Regions from separate parts of the Mus musculus genome. Here region 2 is linked to region 1. A link is a contact called in public HiChIP or PLAC-seq data. All regions are on one chromosome and are shown on one strand. Each heading gives the region's core, a stretch centred on a gene start, on an enhancer-like site or on the middle of the called end of the contact. The rest is flanking DNA. Distances are from core to core; before and after follow the strand shown. Region 1 holds the start of Qars (glutaminyl-tRNA synthetase). Region 2 holds the start of Slc25a20 (solute carrier family 25 (mitochondrial carnitine/acylcarnitine translocase), member 20).

Evidence for each region. HiChIP or PLAC-seq counts read pairs in DNA pulled down with a chosen protein or histone mark.
Region 2: a contact with region 1 is called in an H3K27ac HiChIP or PLAC-seq map of embryonic stem cells, with 9 read pairs. The contact joins the promoter of Slc25a20 here to the promoter of Qars in region 1. A contact is called at or near these places in 4 of 39 promoter capture datasets (3T3-L1-derived adipocytes, erythroid cells, liver and 1 more), 3 of 484 Hi-C or Micro-C datasets (CD8 T cells, embryonic stem cells and nephron progenitors), 4 of 115 datasets of contacts at active chromatin or transcription factors (the SCID.adh cell line, embryonic stem cells and trophoblast stem cells) and 4 of 9 other capture datasets (adipose tissue, liver, macrophages and 1 more).

What each region holds. Positions count from the first base shown.
Region 1 is chr9:108,504,179-108,509,339 of GRCm38.p6, reverse strand. Qars (glutaminyl-tRNA synthetase) reads right to left here and starts at 1,335. Exons shown (of 24, transcript NM_133794.2): 1 at 1,141-1,335; 2 at 810-957; 3 at 354-463; 4 at 116-191. The coding sequence starts at 1,257.
Region 2 is chr9:108,659,003-108,663,931 of GRCm38.p6, reverse strand. Slc25a20 (solute carrier family 25 (mitochondrial carnitine/acylcarnitine translocase), member 20) reads right to left here and starts at 1,796. Exons shown (of 9, transcript NM_020520.5): 1 at 1,600-1,796. The coding sequence starts at 1,704.

The sequences.
Region 1 (5,161 bases), core at 86-2,585:
ACTAGCACCCTGTCCCTGCTCACACTCCCATCGCCCTTCCCATGAATGCCCAAAATGAAAGGAACAATCAGAATGATGCACTTCCAAGTAACTCCCTGCCCCAGATCCAACTCACCCATTAGCAGCCCCATGTTGAAACGGTACCGTTCCGCTAGGAGCTGCAACTGATGCTTATTTATGGTGGACTCCACCTGCAGAAAGCCAAGCCATATGGTTCATGAACACCTCTTCAGAAGCAGTCAGGAGACCAACAGCCACTCTCACTGTGGGTCTGTGGAGAAAAGCTACACCACTCCTTTGCAGGGGCAGAAGAACTAGGAGGAGATATCTGATGCCTGGAGGAGAGGACTTACAGCTTCCTCAATCTGCTCCGGTGTCACCACCACACCGACGCCACACTCCTGCTCGAAGTCCTTGGTATCAATGGGATCCTGGGGATGACTCCGAACATATTCAAGAGCAGCTGAAAACGGAGGGGCAATTAACTAGACAAGTCAGCTCCAAGAAGTGGGTAGATAGGGCCTTAGTACAGTGAAGAGGTAACTATTTCGGTTACTTAGATGCCTAAGAGGTTAGGCCCTGGCACCACTGAAGAGAAGCACTGAGACCAGAGAAAAGAGAAGCCATGTGTTCTGAAGCAGGCTTCTCATTGTGGTAACTCTGCAATCCACACCAGAGGTCTCTACCTCCATGCCTCAGTGCCTGTCCAGAACCTGCTGTCCAAAAAGCAACACTTGACAGAAAAAGCAAACTCGAGTCTTTGCTAAAGAAGAGATTGAAGGTGGACTAGTAAAACAGACGGGACTCACCGCTCAGCTGGAGTCCCGTGTGAATCTTCTTATTGGCTATATAGCTCACAAGGAAAGAACGACGCCGAGTATCCCTGAGTCGGGAGACCAAGTCATATAGGAGGACCCCAGTAGCCTTGTCGATGGTAGAACCCAGAATCTGGTGTGCCTGGAGTCAGGGGGCCGGGGGAAAAAAGATCCATTCCCAGTGAGTTAGGATGAATCACTTTAAAGTGTCTTCCTCTTCCCACAAGGCAAGAGCAGGACACCCGGAGCAAATCAAGATCTGGACCCAGTCCCACGTTGCTCTGGAGCACAGCAAGCAGCTAAGGCCAGGGAACAGGGCTCGCACCTGGGTCGCCGCCTCGCGCAGCTGAGTGCTCAGAGCCTCGTTCTTGAGCGTCTCGCGGGCCTTGTTCTCGCTAAGGCCAAGGCCGGTGAACAGCGCTAGCGAATCTGGAGTAGCCATAGCAGGCACACCGGAAACCAAAAGAAACTTTGGGCCTCATCTGAACAGCGACCTTTGCTCATTGACCAATAGGAGTACGAAGCCTTGAAGAGAACCAATGGTGGCCTTCCTCGGTGAAAGGGGCGGGGCCAGCCAGGTAGTCAACGCCATTTATGAGTCAGAGAGCGAGCGGACTGGCTTTTCCAGGCAGTTAGCTTCCGCCTTCCCGGTTCTAGGCAGTTGACAGGGTTGGGTCCGTGCGACTTTAAAAAAATTGCCATGGGCGTGGAAAGGGAAAGTGTTTAGCAACAAAGCTGCAGGTAGACTCAGGCGTGGCCTCTCCCCCCTCAGCCCAAGGAACCCGACACTATCCTCTTGTCGGAGAGCAAAAGTTCCGGCCGCGTTTTTCAACGTCACAGCTTTGGGGTTGTCATGGCAACATAAATGAATTCCCTGAATTTCCTGGTCCACATCACTGCAGAAAATATATAGAATGACCTACCTAGGGACCACATAAACCTGGTACTTTTTAAGTGCGTACTGGGACACAGCAAGGAGAAGCGAAAGAAAGGCCAGAAGGGACTTCATAGGAAGGTCTATGATTTCTTTAAAATCTTATGCAAACAAGGTGCATCAACATGCCACAGGAAGCACTGATTGGACCAACTGGGTACCCAAGACAAACCTGTTGAGGTTTCTTGGGCGAGTAAGAGGCAGGTGTTCTGGAGTGGGAGAGACTTGGTATACTCCTTTAATTCCAGAGACAGAAACAGGGGAATTCTCTGCAAGTTCAAGGCCATCTGGGTCACATAGTGAGACTATGTCTCGAAAAATAAGAAAACAAAAAGATGCATTGTTCACATATATGAAATTGTCAAGGAGTAGATAAAAAATATCCTGGGAGCTTGGAGAGATGGCTCAGCATTTAAGAAGAGCACTCCGGCAGGGCGGTGATGGCTCACTCCTTTAATCCCAGCACTCAGGAGGCAGAGGCCTGAGTTCGAGGCCAGCCTGGACTAAAAAGTGAGTTCCAGGACAGCCAGGGCTATACAGAGAAACCGTGTCTCAAAAAAACAAAGAAGAGCACTCGTAGGCGGATCTCTGAGTTTCAGGTCAGCCTGGTCTACAGAGTGAGTTCCAGGACAGCCAGGACTACACAGAGAAACCCTGTCTTGTAACAACCAAAATAAATAAATAAAGAAGAAGAAGAGCACTGCCTATTCTTCCAGAGAACCTGGGTTCAATTCCTAGCACCCACAAAGTGGTTAAAATATATGTATTGTCTGTTGCAGGGGATCCAGTGCCCTCCTCAGGTCTCCACAAACAGGGTTCTAGGTCCTTAGATCACACATAGTGGCAGGAGAGAACTGACTCAGAATATTGCACACACACACAGTTTTATATTTCTAAATTGAATTAATAGCACTTTGTGGTCTTGGAAAACATCAGGGTTTAGTTCCCAGCATCCACATGATGGCTCTCAACAAACTCTAACTCCAGTTCCAGGAGATCTAATGCCCTCTTTTGGCCCCCTGTGGCACCATACATGTGATTGATACTCATATAAATACAAATACCCATACAATAAGATAATATGGCATGCGTGTTGGCATAGGCCTTTAATCCCTGTGCTCAGGCTAAGGTAGTCAACCTCTGTGAGTTCATGGGCAGCCTGCTCCCCCTAATAAGAACTGTAAAGTCTAGTGCCACTCTTAGCCATTTCAGAGCTGCCAAATATCACACACACAGGCAAACAACCCACAAGCAAATCCCTCCATGGGACTTCTAAGGTAGGGACAGTGTGAAACAGAGGGTAATCCTGATAATAGCTGTAGTGCGCCGGGCAGTGGTGGCACACAACTTTAATCCCAGCGCTTGAGAGGCAGAGGCAGGTGGATCTCTGTGAGTTTGAGGCCAGCCAGGGCTACACAGAGAAATCCTGTCTCAAAAAATAAAAAATAAAAATAGGGCCGGGCATGGTGGCGCTCGCCTTTAATCGCAAACTTGGGAGGCGAGGGCAGGCTGATTTCTTAGTTCAAGGCCAGCCTGATCTACAAAGTGAGTTCCAGGACAGCCAGGGCTACACAGAGAAACCCTGTCTCAAAAAAAAAAAAAAATTTAAAAAGTAAATAAAAATAAAATAGCTGCAGTGTGCTGGGTGTAGTGACACACCCCTTTAATCCCAGCACTCGGGAGGCAGAGGCAGGTGGATTTCTGAGTTCGAGGCCAGCCTGGTCTACAAAGTGAGTTCCAGGACAGCCAGGGCTATACAGAAAAACCCTGTCAAAAAAAACAAACAAACGGGCTGGTGAGATGGCTCAGTGGGTAAGAGCACCCGAATGCTCTTCCGAAGGTCCAGAGTTCAAATCCCAGCAACCACATGGTGGCTCACAACCATCCTTAACGAGCTCTGACTCCCTCTTCTGGAGTGTCTGAAGACAGCTACAATGTACTTACATATAATAAATAAATAAATCTTTAAAAAAAAATAGCTGCAGTGCCTGTCTAACTTTAAAGATTTCCTGGCAAGGTGGCTGGGCGTGGTGGCACACGCCTTTAATCCCAGCACTCAGGAGACAGACGCAGGTGGATTTCTGAGTTCAAGGCCAGCCTGGTCTACAAAGTGAGTTCCAGGACAGCCAGGGCTACACAGAGAAACCCACCAAAAAAAAAAAAAAAAAGAGAAGAAAAAAAAAAAAAGATTTGCTGACAAGGACAAAACACACAAGTTGTTCTTCATGTGGAAAGTGAAGAAGTCAACCACTGTTAGTAGAATGGTGAAGAAATTCCCAAATGCAGAACTGGAGTTGAAGCTTTTGGAAGCCTGATGTTCTTCTGGATCTTCAGGGACTGGTCAGGAGATTGATAAGGTTGCCTTGTGCTGACATCCCACAATTACCAAGGGTCACATTTGAGTCTACATGTAGCTCTCCCATAACGACCTCCTTGCCAGGTTCTGTCCAGAGCCACAGATCCAATCCACTATCCTGAGGGCTCCATCTTACCCTAGCATGCACAGCATGTGGAAGGCCAGGTTTGTGAGTTGGATAAATGATGCAGGATAGCTATCTAAGCAAAGCCATGGCCACATCAGCACTGTGCCAAGTCTGCAGCTGCAGAAGGCCAGACAGCGCAGCATAAGGGCCCATAATGAGCAGAGCCATACAGAACACCTTGCCAGGCATAGCAGTATATTCCTGTTATCTTAGCAATTGAAAGGCAGAGGCAAAACTGCCATGAAATTGAGGCCAGCCTCAACTGCATAGCAAGAGGCTGTCTGAAAATAAAATAAAAATAACTTGCCACTATCAGTGTTTCCTCAATACCTGATGCCAACCAAGGACTCATTCCTACTCAGTCCCCACCATCACTAAGACCTGCAGGTCTGGCAATGGCCTCCTGAATGGGGTCGAACCTATTCTCCTTTACCTCGTCTCCTAACCCATCCCCCCCACGGAGCCAACAGCTCAGTGTAACAGCCTGAGACAGTAGCTCTTCCAGTACTATGTCACTTGTCTAGTCAGACCTCAGGAACCATGACTTACACAAAGCAGAAATGAAAACAGTTGTATGGCCCTAGCCTATAGGTTAGCCTTTCTGTAGGAGTACCACCTCCAAGAAAAATGTCCAAGTACGAAAGCTAGGTAGCAGCCAGTAAAACCCATCATAGCATGCAGTCAGGTAGATGCATAAACAAGTCTTTTTCTTTTTTTGTTTGTTTTTTGGGGGTTTTTTTGAGGCAGGGTTTCTCTGTGTAGCCCTGGCTGTCCTGGAACTCACTTTGTAGACCATGCTGGCCTTGAACTCAGAAATCCGCCTGCAGCCGGGCGTGGTGGCGCACGCCTTTAGTCCCAGCACTCAGGAGGCAGAGGCAGGTGGATTTCTGAGTTCGAGGCCAGCCTGGTCTACAAAGTGAGGTCCAGGA
Region 2 (4,929 bases), core at 547-3,046, 150 kb before region 1:
ACACAAATAAAAACAAATACAAAAACAAACACCAAATCACAAAAGCATCAGCTTTTAGTTGGTAACCACCCAGCTTTCCGAGGTCAAAAGGACAGTGGTCAGCCATGGGTTTGGTTTATACTGCAAAGGAAAATCCTCTCTGTCAAGACTCCAGTGAGCACTTTCAGTCGTTTATAATCCTGTACAGAGGTCACTAGGCCCTTGCTGGGTGTAACATCAAGAGCAAGAGGAGACGAGAGAGGAGTACACTTATATAAGGAGTCAGGATATTGCTTTTTAAAAGTCTCAGGTGTGCAGGACAAGATTTCTGCCTCTGTAGAATAAGATTAGAAATAAAGGCCAAACAAACTCCCCCTTGCTAGACAGAGCTACTTGAACCTGCCACTGTCTTAGGAGCACTAAGAATAAGAAGCACAGCCTTTGCTACTGATAGGATCTGATTTCTCACAGATGAACACTACAGAGTCTCCTCGGGATGAGCTGTCTGTGGTGAGCCTCACTTTGAACAGAGGCCGTGAGATAGCCTGCTGTCAAGCCTGCCAAGGAAGAGCCCTTGGATACTGTTCTCTTTCAGAGGAAACTGGATCTGACATCCTATCAAGCCCCCAACCGAGGTTACCACCTTTATGAGATTCACATCTTCTCTGGCTTCCAGCCCCCAGCAACACGCCATCCACACACACAAAAGACTCATGTCTTCTTCTCACAGGCTCATCCTGGCTATGACCTGTCATTTCCTTTCAGGTCTATGTCCATAAAAAAAGAAGAAGAAGAAGAAGAAGAAAAAAGAAACCTATAAGCTACGAGCTTATATGAGCTCATCTATGAGCTAAGTCATCGAATATAGATTTTAGTCTCCACAAGACCTGGCTGAGAGTACAGCAAGAGGAAGAATAAAAGGCTGAGGAGAGAAAGGTCCCCTCGATTTCCACACCTGAGCCTGGCTGGTCATTGCTTGCTATGGGGGTGACTATGCAGCTTACCCTGCAGTGAATGACTGGCTGTAAATGGCCAGGTGCCTCTTCAGGCAAAGAAAAGTGCACAAGAGATAGGCTATGGGACACACCGGCTTTACGAGACTGTGTCAAAGGACATCTCTGCCACCTTTGTCCTTAATTTGTGGGGGAGGTCAAGTCTACAGATAACCTGTTCCAATCTTTATAACAATATCAGGGTTAACCGGGCACAGACAGCAGCTTTTTCTTTCTCATCTCCAAAGAAGTGCGCAGGGCTCAAAAAAAGACTGCCATCCGAAGACCTTGAAATAGGAGCTGTAGGGCTCTTAGGGCGCGAGGTACAGCCTCTGTCTATTTCGTATTGATTCTCGAGAGGAAAAAAAAATTGTTTTGAGGTGCCAGGGAGTTGAATGCAGAGCCTCTGGCCGGGTTAGGTAAAGCAGCGCTTCCTAGTAAACTACATACCAACCCTCTGTAAACTTCCCACGGAAGGAAGCATCCATCAGCCCGGCTCCACTTCTGTTCAGAAAGGCAGCACCTCGCGGCGGTCCCTACTTTCCACGTAACCCCCCCCCCCCCCCCCACACACACACACACCGCCCCGGGGCATTCCTCCACAAGCCCCCGTCCACACTCCGCGCACCTTGACCGTGTCCAGGGGGTGCCCCACAAACACCAGGCACATGCCGCCGAAGCCGCCAGCCAGGAGGTTCTTAAACGGACTGATGGGTTTCGGCTCGTCTGCCATGCTCAGTCTTCTGTCTGTCTGTCTGTCAGCTCCGGGCAGTCTTGGTCTTGCTCCGCTGCCCGAGCGGCTCCGCCGACCTTTCACCTACATTCAGGTGGGCGGGGCCGTGGGCAGGTCGGAAAGAGGGCCCAGTCGTACTAGCCTGGCTTCCGCCCTGAAGTCTACTTCCGGCTGCCCTCCTCCTTAGTGGGCGGGGCTCTTTCCCTAATGATGTATGGGAGGGGCTTGGGAATGATTGTCAGGGACTTACTCCTCCAGGAAGTCTTCTTGGACTTGAGTTTTTTTCTTTCTCTGGTCCTCTGTGGTCCTATGCATCTGTGCACTCCCCAGAGGTCGCATACACCCTTTTGCGTGACAGCCACTTTTTTTTTTTTAGGTGCTGAAGAGTGGAGGTACCCCATAGAGGTCCCTGTCTTTGATAAGCCTTGACTAAGTTAAAAATGGCATATGTCCTATGGTAAAAATGGCTCTATAGGAAAATAAATCCGGGAAGAAGTAAAGTGTGGGAGACAAATAATTTGTAACTAATTTGTTAAACAAGAGAAGCTCTCATTAGGAAGGCAAAGGATTAAGATCTAGGGCATGGAAATGAGTCCTGTCTAAAGATACCCGGTAAAGGATGAAGGACCTTTCTGGCAGAAGATAAAGAAAATTTGAAAACTCTGAGATGTCTGTGTTGTCAAATCTGAGAAACCACAGGCCACAGGGGTGGGAATGGGGTGCGGTGGGATGGTGGAGCAGCCAGTGAGGACAGGAGAAACGGAGACTACTCATCAGGAGGAACTGTGAGGACATCAGTCTCTTCTATGACAGGTTTTAGATGGAGACTAACAATCTCAGATCGGATTTTAAAACAAACAGACAAAAATCAGGATCGCTGTAACTGCTGGTGAAAACAGCCAGAGGAAATCCAGGGGGCTGGAGAAAGTTAAAGGTCATGAGTAGAAATGTTGGCTTGGACCAGCACATAGCAGAGTTGTTAACGAGGTGCGATCCAATGGTGAATATTTTCTAAAGGAAAACCCGAAGGACCTGTTAGTGAACGGAAATTCATTCTGCTCACTACTCATGCAGAAGCTGCAGAAGCTGGCTCAGCAGCTCAGAGAACTGGCTGCTCTTACAGAGTACCTGGGTTCTGTTCCCTGCACCCTCGTAGCAGCCCAGAACTGTCTGAAACTATACTTCCATGAGACCTAATGCCCTCTTTGGGCCTCTTTGGGCACCAAGCACACATACATTCATGGAGGCAAAGACTCAAGGACACAAAATAAAAATGAGTAAATATATATTTTTTTTTTAGAAAAAGTTTTGTGAGAGAGGCTTACGGGACAATGCTAATGTTTTTGGCCTTAGCAACTAGAGAGAAGACATCATCTTTAACTGAGATTGGGGAAGAGATGGGGTCAAGCAGATTAGAGGATGGTAAAGGACATTTTAGACATAATTAGTTTGAGATTTCTATTAATAGATCTATCTCCTGATCCAGGATTCTGTAAAGAGGCTCGGGCTAGTGGTTAAATTCAGTATTAACGAGTGAAATTAGATCACCAAGAGAGTGGGAACCCTCACAACCCCTGAAACCCTTCCCCTTCTAGTGTTTAGAGATCAAATAGATGAGGAAGGGCCTACAAAATAAGCAAAGAAGTAGGAGACCAAAGAATCTGCAATCACTATGAGCAAGGGCTTCAAAGGGGATGGGAGAGTCAGGAACACTAGAATCAGGAAGTGATGGCGGTTGATTGGTCCCAAAGACCTATGGGAAAATGGAGGACAAGGAAGTTGAAACAATACACAAAAAAACTGTCATATAGCCGGGCGTGGTGGTGCACGCCTTTAATCCCAGCACTCGGGAGGCAAAGGCAGGCGGATTTCTGAGTTCGAGGCCAGCCTGGTCTACAGAGTGAGTTTCAGGACAGCCAGGGCTATACAGAGAAACCCTGTCTTGAAAAACCAAAAAAAAAAGAAAAAGAAAAACCATGTCATATATATGTATATATATATATATATATATATATATATAAAATTTAATTTTATGTTTTATGTGCATTGCTGAGAGGGTTTCAGATGGCCTGGAACTGGAGTTACAGACAGTTGAAGTGTCCTTAACCACTGAGCCATCTCTCCAGCCCACCTGTCTCTTTTCTTTTTTTTTTTTTTTTTTTTTAAAGATTTATTTATTTATTATATGTAAGTACACTGTAGCTGTCTTCAGACACTCCAAAAGAGGGCATCAGATTTCGTTATGGATGGTTGTGAGCCACCATGTGGTTGCTGGGATTTGAACTCGGGACCTTCAGAAGAGCAGTCGGCGCTCTTAACCACTGAGCCATCTCGCCAGCCCCTGTCTCTTTTCTTAGGAGGTAATGAGGCATGGTGGAAGAATTTCAGACCCAACAGGGACACAATCGAAAGTCTGTCTTCACTGAATCAGTTTATGTCGGGGAGAGACTAGGGCAGCAAAGCCAGCTGAGATAATGATAGCAGCCCAGGTTAGAGAGTGTGAACTTGGCAGAAGAAGAAATAGGAAGCAGAGGCACCAGGGAAAAACGGGCAGCAGCTATTGGTCTCCTTGCACCTTGGTGCTCGGAGAATGTCTGAGAACATGGCTGGTTGACAACTGGTAAGAGGGACACAGGAAAAAGAGCAACCCCTACACATGGTTGTGAGCACTCTGAGAATGCTGAAGGATAGGTTCTTTTCTTTTCTTTTTTCTTTCTTTTTTTTTTTTTTTTTTTTTTTTTTTTTTGGCTTTTCGAGACAGGGTTTCTCTGTGTAGCCCTGGCTGTCCTGGAGCTCACTTTGTAGACCAGGCTGACCTCGAACTCAGAAATCCGCCTGCCTCTGCCTCCTGAGTGCTGGGAATTAAAGGCCTGTGCCACCACGGCCAGCATGAAGGATGGGTTCTTAAAGGACTGAGTGGGCAGCATCATGAGCCCCTATAGAATGGAAGGGGAAGGGGAAGGGGGAGATTTGGCCCTGTGGCTAAGAGAACTTGTTGCACGACCTTCAGGACCTGATTGCAGCACAGATAGAACAAGCTGAGCAAGGTGTGTGATTGCCTTGTAACCCCAGCATTAGGTGGGTGGGTGGGAGGGAGGCAGCAGGAACAGAGATCACTGGGAGTTGATGGCTGCCTGCTCAGCACAAAAACTCATGTTCCAAGTTCAGGAAGAGACTCTGTCTCAAAGGAATGAGGCAGAGAGTAATAAGGGACTCTGATGGCTC